2 separate regions of the Macaca mulatta genome follow, and region 1 is linked to region 2. The links are chromatin contacts, called in public Hi-C maps. All regions are on one chromosome and are shown on one strand. Each heading gives the region's core, a stretch centred on a gene start, on an enhancer-like site or on the middle of the called end of the contact. The rest is flanking DNA. Distances are from core to core; before and after follow the strand shown.

Region 1 (3,434 bases), core at 350-2,849, 340 kb after region 2:
GCCTGAATCTCTTGTTATTATGGCAGTGGGGGTGGGCGCGGGAGGCGGGGAGGACAGGGAGGAGAAGGGGCCTAGGATGAGAAAATCAAACTGGGACAGAGCAAGTGGCCCAATCTGGGGCCTGGATCCTGGGAGAGGGCTAGAAGGGAGGAATGAGGGAATTTGGACTGCTGCCTGAAGACCAGAAGAGCCAGGAAGAGAGAAATGGGACGCCATCAAAACTTGCAGAAAAACTTGAGAATGTGAGACTAGTCCCCAGCCACAGCAGGCACATAAATCTCTCACCATGACCCAGGCATTATGATAAGCACTTTACATTATTTCATCCCCAGAACAACCCCGTGAGATAGGTATTATTACCCCCATTCTCGGGGGGATAACTAAGGCACAGAAGTTACTAAACTTGTCCAGTGCCTCATAACATGGTCTCAAGCTCTTAACAAATGGAGCCCAGGATTCAAAAATCTGAACTCTAATAATGGCTTGTCATTCTGGTTTCTTACCCTTCAGGAACCTGTGAGGTGTTAACCAACCTGTAAGCTGCATTCCAGCACTGGCAAACCTGGCCTCTCAAATACCCAGCCAATTCTAAGTTTGGTGCCAGGAACACAGACTGCATCCAACCCCTTTCTCTGCCTTAGGCCTGATCCCAAGACACTGTTTGCACTCCCCACACACTTAACATCATAGCCCATTTTCCCAGGCTCACAAAGTGCTTGAGACCACCCTAGCAGCTACCAGCCCCAATGATTTCCTACGAAGCCCACTTTCTCACTTTTCTACCTTATGTCAGGCCAACTTTACCAGACGCCTGGCCTGGTTGTTTGTACAGACAGATATCAAAACACCTTGTTGGTGCCTCCCCACCTCCAGCGGCTCAGAAGGACGTGCACAGCCAATCTGCACAAATCCCAACCCCATCACTCGTCTCAGAACTCAATAGTTGCTACCCCACATCTATTCTCAAGGACGACTCTGAGGCCTAAACCCTTCCGTTTAACATGAGAAAGACACCCGGAGCCGTAATGTGACTGGCTCTGGGTCTCACAAATTATCACACCATCCTTTCTCATATCAGCATGCCAACCCTTTGGTACCCTCCGATTTGCCTTACCAGGGCATCCCTCCCGTCTTCGAACCTCTGCCTCTTTCAAGTGTTTAAGGCGACCACCCAAACAGCAGCCACTAAAACATTCTCCATCAGCTCTCAAGGGTCCCGTTCCGGTACCTCCCTGGGAGCAGGGGCTCCTTCAGTCCCGACCTGAAAGGGAGCTCCCTCAGGTCGCAGAAGGCTTCCGAGCCCTTCCCCCCGGGCAGTCAAGTGTCCAGGGACTCTAGGGGGGCGAGGGATCTGATGTCACTAACTCCCACCCCGTCCCTCTAGACCTGAGTTCGTGGTCCCTACTCTCCACAACCATCAGAGCTCCCACCGGAGCTATCACGTATTGGCATGATCCCACACACACACTCTATTTAACACCTTCCCAAACGGCCACACCACCCCGGAAAAGTCCACATCGACCGCCCCGCATCTCTTCCCCATCCCCGGGCACTCACCGCTCGGCGCGCACGCACACTCCAAATTTCTTCTAGGACTTCTAGCATTACGCTGGCTCCTCCAAACCCGCCCACGGGCCGCGCTGCCACGCCCCCCACGCTTATTGGCTTAGGGGCGCCGACCCATGCCCCGTGCCGCGTGCAGCCGTCGGCCCCCGCACAGCCTCCATTGGCGCCTCCGGCCGCCATCGTCTTCTCATTGGTCAGCAGGCCGACGGGGGCGGGAGAGATACACGTGCGAGAGGGGCCGCCCCAACACGGCGATTGGAAGCCTGACCGGAAGCCACGCCCTCCACACTTCTGAGGTTCTTATTGGCTGAGGAAATAACCCCCGACCTGCCAAGATTGGTGACGTCAGTGCCAGTCCTGCTCTCCAAGCTTTCTCATAGGCTGAGAGGTCTAGGAGCTGTAGGGTACACGTGCCGGCGGTCTCACGCGGCAGCTTGTTTACCCAGAGGCTGGGGATTTTCCTTGACGACACTCTTAACCACGGCTGCTAAATCTGCGCAGGCGCAGCGAGCGTGACCTGCACGCAGGCGCAGACGTGAGCGGTGGCACAGTATAAGGCTCACTTTGTACGGAGACCCGGGCATGACGAGGGGGCCTCTGGCGCTGGGGTTCCAGCCCTGGGTCCCCAAGGCTCCCCGAAGCTGGAAGGTCAGAGCATTAGGGTGAAGCGGTCTTCAGATCTCAGCACAGTGTGTTGGTGACCATGAAGATGAGAGAGCCCCTTCCTGATTGTTTTCTGCGGGCCAGGCCAGGCGCTTCTCCCAAACTCTGAGGCCAGCTCTCACTCCCTGCGCCTCACAAATGAGACTGAGATCCAGTGAGGTTACATAATCTGTTTGCCTGTAACACGCTAGTCAGTAACAAGGCTAAAACTTGAACCCAAATTCAAGTTTTAACTTCTAGGGCCCATGGGAACTCTTAAACCTGGAAGGGATTTAAGTTGGAAGTGCGAAATCCTGAGCACTGCCTGGCATATAGTAAGACTTCAATCAAGTTGGACATTCGGGTAATGATTGTGTACCTAAGAATCACGGTGGCTCACGCCTGTAACCCCAACACTTTGGCAGGCTGAGGTGGGTGGATCACTTGAGGTCAGGAGTTCGAGACCAACCTGGCCAACATGGTAAAACTGTCTCTACTAAAAAAAAAAAAAAAAAAAAACCACGAAAATTAGCCGGGCATGGTGGTAGGTAGCTGTAATCTCAGCTACTCAGGAGGCTGAGGCAAGAGAATTGCTTAAACCCAGGAGGCAGAGGTTGCAGTGAGCCAAGATTGCACCACTGTACTCCAGCCTGGATAACAGAGCGGGACTCTCATAACAAACAAACGAAAAAAGGCCGGACGCGGTGGCGATTCTCCTGCCTCGGCCTTCCAAGTAGCTGGGATTACAGGTGCATGCCAGCACGCCTAATTTTTTGTATTTTTAGTAGAGATGAGATTTCACCATGTTGGCAAGGCTGGTCTCAAACTCCTGACCTCAAGTGATCTGCCTGCCTTAGCCTCCCAAAGTGGTAGGATTACAGGCGTGAGCCACCGCGTCCTACCTAAAATATACTCCCATTTGTCCAACATCGTGTTAAGTGTTTTTTTTGGTTTTTTTTTTTTTTTTGAGACAGAGTCTTGTTCTGTCACCCAGGCTGGAGTGCAGTGGGGTGATGTTGGCTCACTGCAACCTCCACCTCTCAGGTTCAAGCAGTTCTCTGCCTCAACCTCCTGAGTAGCTGGGATTACAGGTGCCCGCCACCACGCCTGACTAATTTTTTGTGTGTATTTTTAGTAGAGACAAGGTTTCACTATGTTGGCCAGGCTGGTCTTGAACTCCTTACCTCGGCCTCCCAAATGGCTGGGATTACTGGCGTAAGCCACCG
Region 2 (3,501 bases), core at 110-2,609:
TGTGAGGGGGATGTTGCTGGGGCCATGTATGTGTTCTCCTCTTCGGGGTCCTCCCTTAATCTCACCTTCAACCCCCAGGTTTCAGTGGACAGCCTCTCCTGGGAGTTTATCGTTTCCACTGTGGATGACAGCAACCTAGTGTATCCCCCTAAGGTGGGAGCCAGTTGTGCTTGATGCTCTGAGCAAAAATGGGAAATAATTGGACAAGAAGGGAGGAGAGAGGGAGTAGGCCAGGGGCGCCGGCAACTGAAGTCTAGCTTCTCCCAGACCTGCTCCCATTTCTCCCCAGGATGGTGTCTGGGTCCGGGGCCTGTACCTGGAAGGTGCTGGCTGGGACCGGAAGAACTCCTGCTTGGTGGAGGCAGAGCCCATGCAGCTTGTCTGCCTCATGCCCACGATCCACTTCCGGCCTGCAGAGAGCCGCAAGAAGAGCGCCAAGGGTGGGACAGCTCCCCAGGCAGGACCTGCCTGCCCAGTCCCTAGTTTGGAACCTAACCCATTCTCTACTCCAGCCCATCCCACACCCGCGCCTGCCCTGCTCTCCCGGAGGCTCCAAGGATCTGACTCCTCCTCTCCTTTCCCCCAGGCATGTACTCCTGCCCCTGCTATTACTATCCCAACCGGGCAGGCAGCTCAGACCGAGCCTCCTTTGTCATCGGCATTGACCTGCGATCTGGGGCCATGACATCTGATCATTGGATCAAGAGGGGTACTGCTCTACTCATGAGCCTGGACAGCTGAGACCTCCTCCCCTTCTCCGCTTGAGAGAGGGTGGGGGACTCCAGGAGCTCAGACAGATGTTGCACCTAGGACTGAGGCGGGACCTCACTCAGACTTTGACCTTGGCCGAATTTGTGTGATGTGGCCCTGGAAATACCTAGCCGTGTTAGCCATAAAAGTGCAAGTTGTATTGAAGCTCAGTGCTGTAAAACACCCGCGACAACAAGCCTTAAGTCTCTCAATGCAATGGTGAGGGTCTGGGGAGGGAGGAAGCCCGAGCCTCACAGAGGACAGAGCTACTGGGGAGGTGCTACTGGACGAGGAAAGAAATAAGGGAGGTGGGGCGGCCTGGAGAGGAACGGAGGCGTGGCTCTGAACGAATGGGCAGGGCGGAGCCGCCAGAAGAGGCTGTGGCTTAAGTCTCTGGGCAGGACATCAGTGGGCGGGGCGGGGCTTACCTTAGAAGGGCGCGTGATCCAAATGGGGTAGGGATTTGTCAGGCAGGGATCAGGGCTGAACCCCGTACACTGCACCCTGAACCCCCCACCCCGCACCCGGCATCCTAGTCGGCACCCGCCCTGAGGCTAGCGGGACCGGCAGAAGACGGGGCGGAGCCGGAGAAGGGGACTTGAGCGCGAGGAGGGGCGGGACCACGAGAAGGGGGCGGGGCTGGGGAGTGGGGGTGCGGGTGTTTGTGTTGGAAAATCCAACTGCGCCACTGGGCGGAGCGGCCCCCCCAGCCCCGGCCTGGGAGAAGGGGGGGCCGCTCGACCCCCTGGGATACCTTGGGGAGCCTGAACACCTGGGACCCCCCCCCAGAACCAGGTAACGGGGAGCCGCGAGGACGTCTGGAAAGAGGGAAACCTTCCCCGTGCAGCGGGGCAGGACGCCTGAGTCTCTGGAGGGGTAGAGCTGGGGATGGACGTTGGGGTCTTGGGAAGGGCACTGGGAAGAAGACTGGGGCGAAGGTTATGGGTCCCCTAGAAGAGAGTACGGCGGGGAAGGAGGAAGAACTGGGAGGCAGATGTCGCAGGTTCCAGATGTCCAGAGGGGCCTGAAAGGACTCCCCGTTCCCCTTGGGCTGGGATTCCCCTTCCCGACTCCAGGGCGGGGCGGGGCGCGGCGGTCCTCACTGAAGGGCAGGACTAAAGGGCAGAGTTTGCAGACAGGCCAATGCCATGGCCCAGTAAGGTCAGATGGGTCAGACTTGGGTGTGTCCCGGTCCCAGGGCTACTTAAAGTCTCCCTCCAGTTCTCTGCGCGGGTAGGTGTAGAAGCCGCAGCCTGACCTTCCCACCAGCGGCCCCGAGAGCCTCCCAGCGGCAGCCTTCGCCTCTATCCCATTCCCCCCACTGCGCCTCCCCTTCACTCTGTCTCCCCCCGCTAGCCTCCTCATCCCTAGTTCTGCTCCCACTCTGCCGTTCCCGAGCCCTCGCGCGCCCCGCACGGCTTCTCAGTGCGGAACCTTCCCAACGTAGCCACAAGATGGCGAGGGCGAGACGCGCACCCAGGGCAGCTGGGAGTGCGGGTGGGGGATGTGACCGTGAAAGTAGTGAAGCCCCCCGCCCCGGTCCGAGGGAAAGGTGGGCTGAGGCCCCCACTTGACTTCCTGTCATCTGGGCCCCCTCACAGGAAATTGTGGGCAGGAGGTCGCAGCGCAGAAGATGGGGAGGAGGCTGGGGACTCTCTCAATCTCCACCTCTCCGGGCAGGGGTAAATAGTGGGGAGGGGAGCATGCGGGGCGGTTGCTAAGCGACGTAGATTCGTTTCCTGTTTGCTGCAGCTTATGTTATGACACTGAGGGGGGAGGTTAGAGACAGCGGAGGGCCAGAAGACTGTAGGGAAGATCGAGGGCAGGACGCCTGGTTCCCTGGACAGGAAGAGCCCTGGGAGGAAAGCGGGGAGGCAGCGAGCTGCGCCGCGACCGAAGGGGACTCGGCGATTGTCCGGAGGTGGGAGGGACCGAGGCGCAGCGTTCACCTCGGCTCCCCTTCCCTCACCGGGGTTGCTTGCCTTGTTGCCAGAGTAACTGGTGGGCGAGAATTGGGAGCCGGATTCCCGAGCTCTCCCGTCCGCCCAATCCGCTCCAGAGGTCGGCCCTGACGTCAGGGCCCTAGCAGCCAATGCGGAAGGGGCATGATAGCTACAGGAAAGGGAGAGGGGAGGGGCAGCGGCGGAGGCTGGGAGGCAGCAGCTGCCCGGGACCCGCACGTGCACTCCCACACGCTCGCGCCCACCCCCCGCCCTGCACCGCACGCGCCCGAGCACCCCCTTGCGCCTGCGCGGCGAGCCGGGCGCCCCCCTCCCCTGTGTGGCGTCCGTGTAAAGCCGCCGAGGCTGCGCTCCTCAGCCCTTGGGGACCCACATGTCTCGGTCGGTCTGCACCGTTTCACGGGTCGCGACCATAATGCCCAACCTGGCTCGGGAGGGTCGACTACCTGTTCCCCACCTCCCCCCAGCTGGCGCCCCACACTCCCAGGTGGGCTGGGCGGAGCTGTGGTTTCCGGCCCCATCTGCTCGGCCGCTGCCTTCCCGGGCTCTGGCTTAGGTTGCTTTCCCAAGAGAAAGCGAGCGGGTACCAGCGCCCCTTTCCAAGGCTTCTCCCGCCTGGGGCCAGCTGCTGTTGGTGGCGGGGGAGGGCACTGCGGGGAAGCCCCGGACGGCCCAGGTGATTCTTCTGGGCCATCACGCCCCTTCTTCGCGTGAATTCCTGCTCTTTGATGTGCACCAAAACCCTTCCCATTCCTAACGTTTCCTCCTCATTCGCCCCGGCGTTCTTTGC

What was found. A called contact is a pair of places that touch in the nucleus more often than the background predicts.
Region 1: a Hi-C map of liver shows a contact between it and region 2, with 2.0 times the contacts expected there. The contact joins the promoter of PER1 here to the promoter of KDM6B in region 2. A contact is called at or near these places in 2 of 14 Hi-C or Micro-C datasets (fetal cortex germinal zone and liver).

What each region holds. Positions count from the first base shown.
Region 1 is chr16:9,672,536-9,675,969 of T2T-MMU8v2.0, forward strand. PER1 (period circadian regulator 1) reads right to left here and starts at 1,600. Exons shown (of 23, transcript XR_013406060.1): 1 at 1,558-1,600.
Region 2 is chr16:9,336,940-9,340,440 of T2T-MMU8v2.0, forward strand. It overlaps KDM6B (lysine demethylase 6B), which reads left to right and starts at 1,360. Exons shown (of 23, transcript XM_077970219.1): 1 at 1,360-1,545. DNAH2 (dynein axonemal heavy chain 2) reads left to right here. Exons shown (of 85, transcript XM_077970202.1): 83 at 79-153; 84 at 290-440; 85 at 587-938. The coding sequence ends at 741.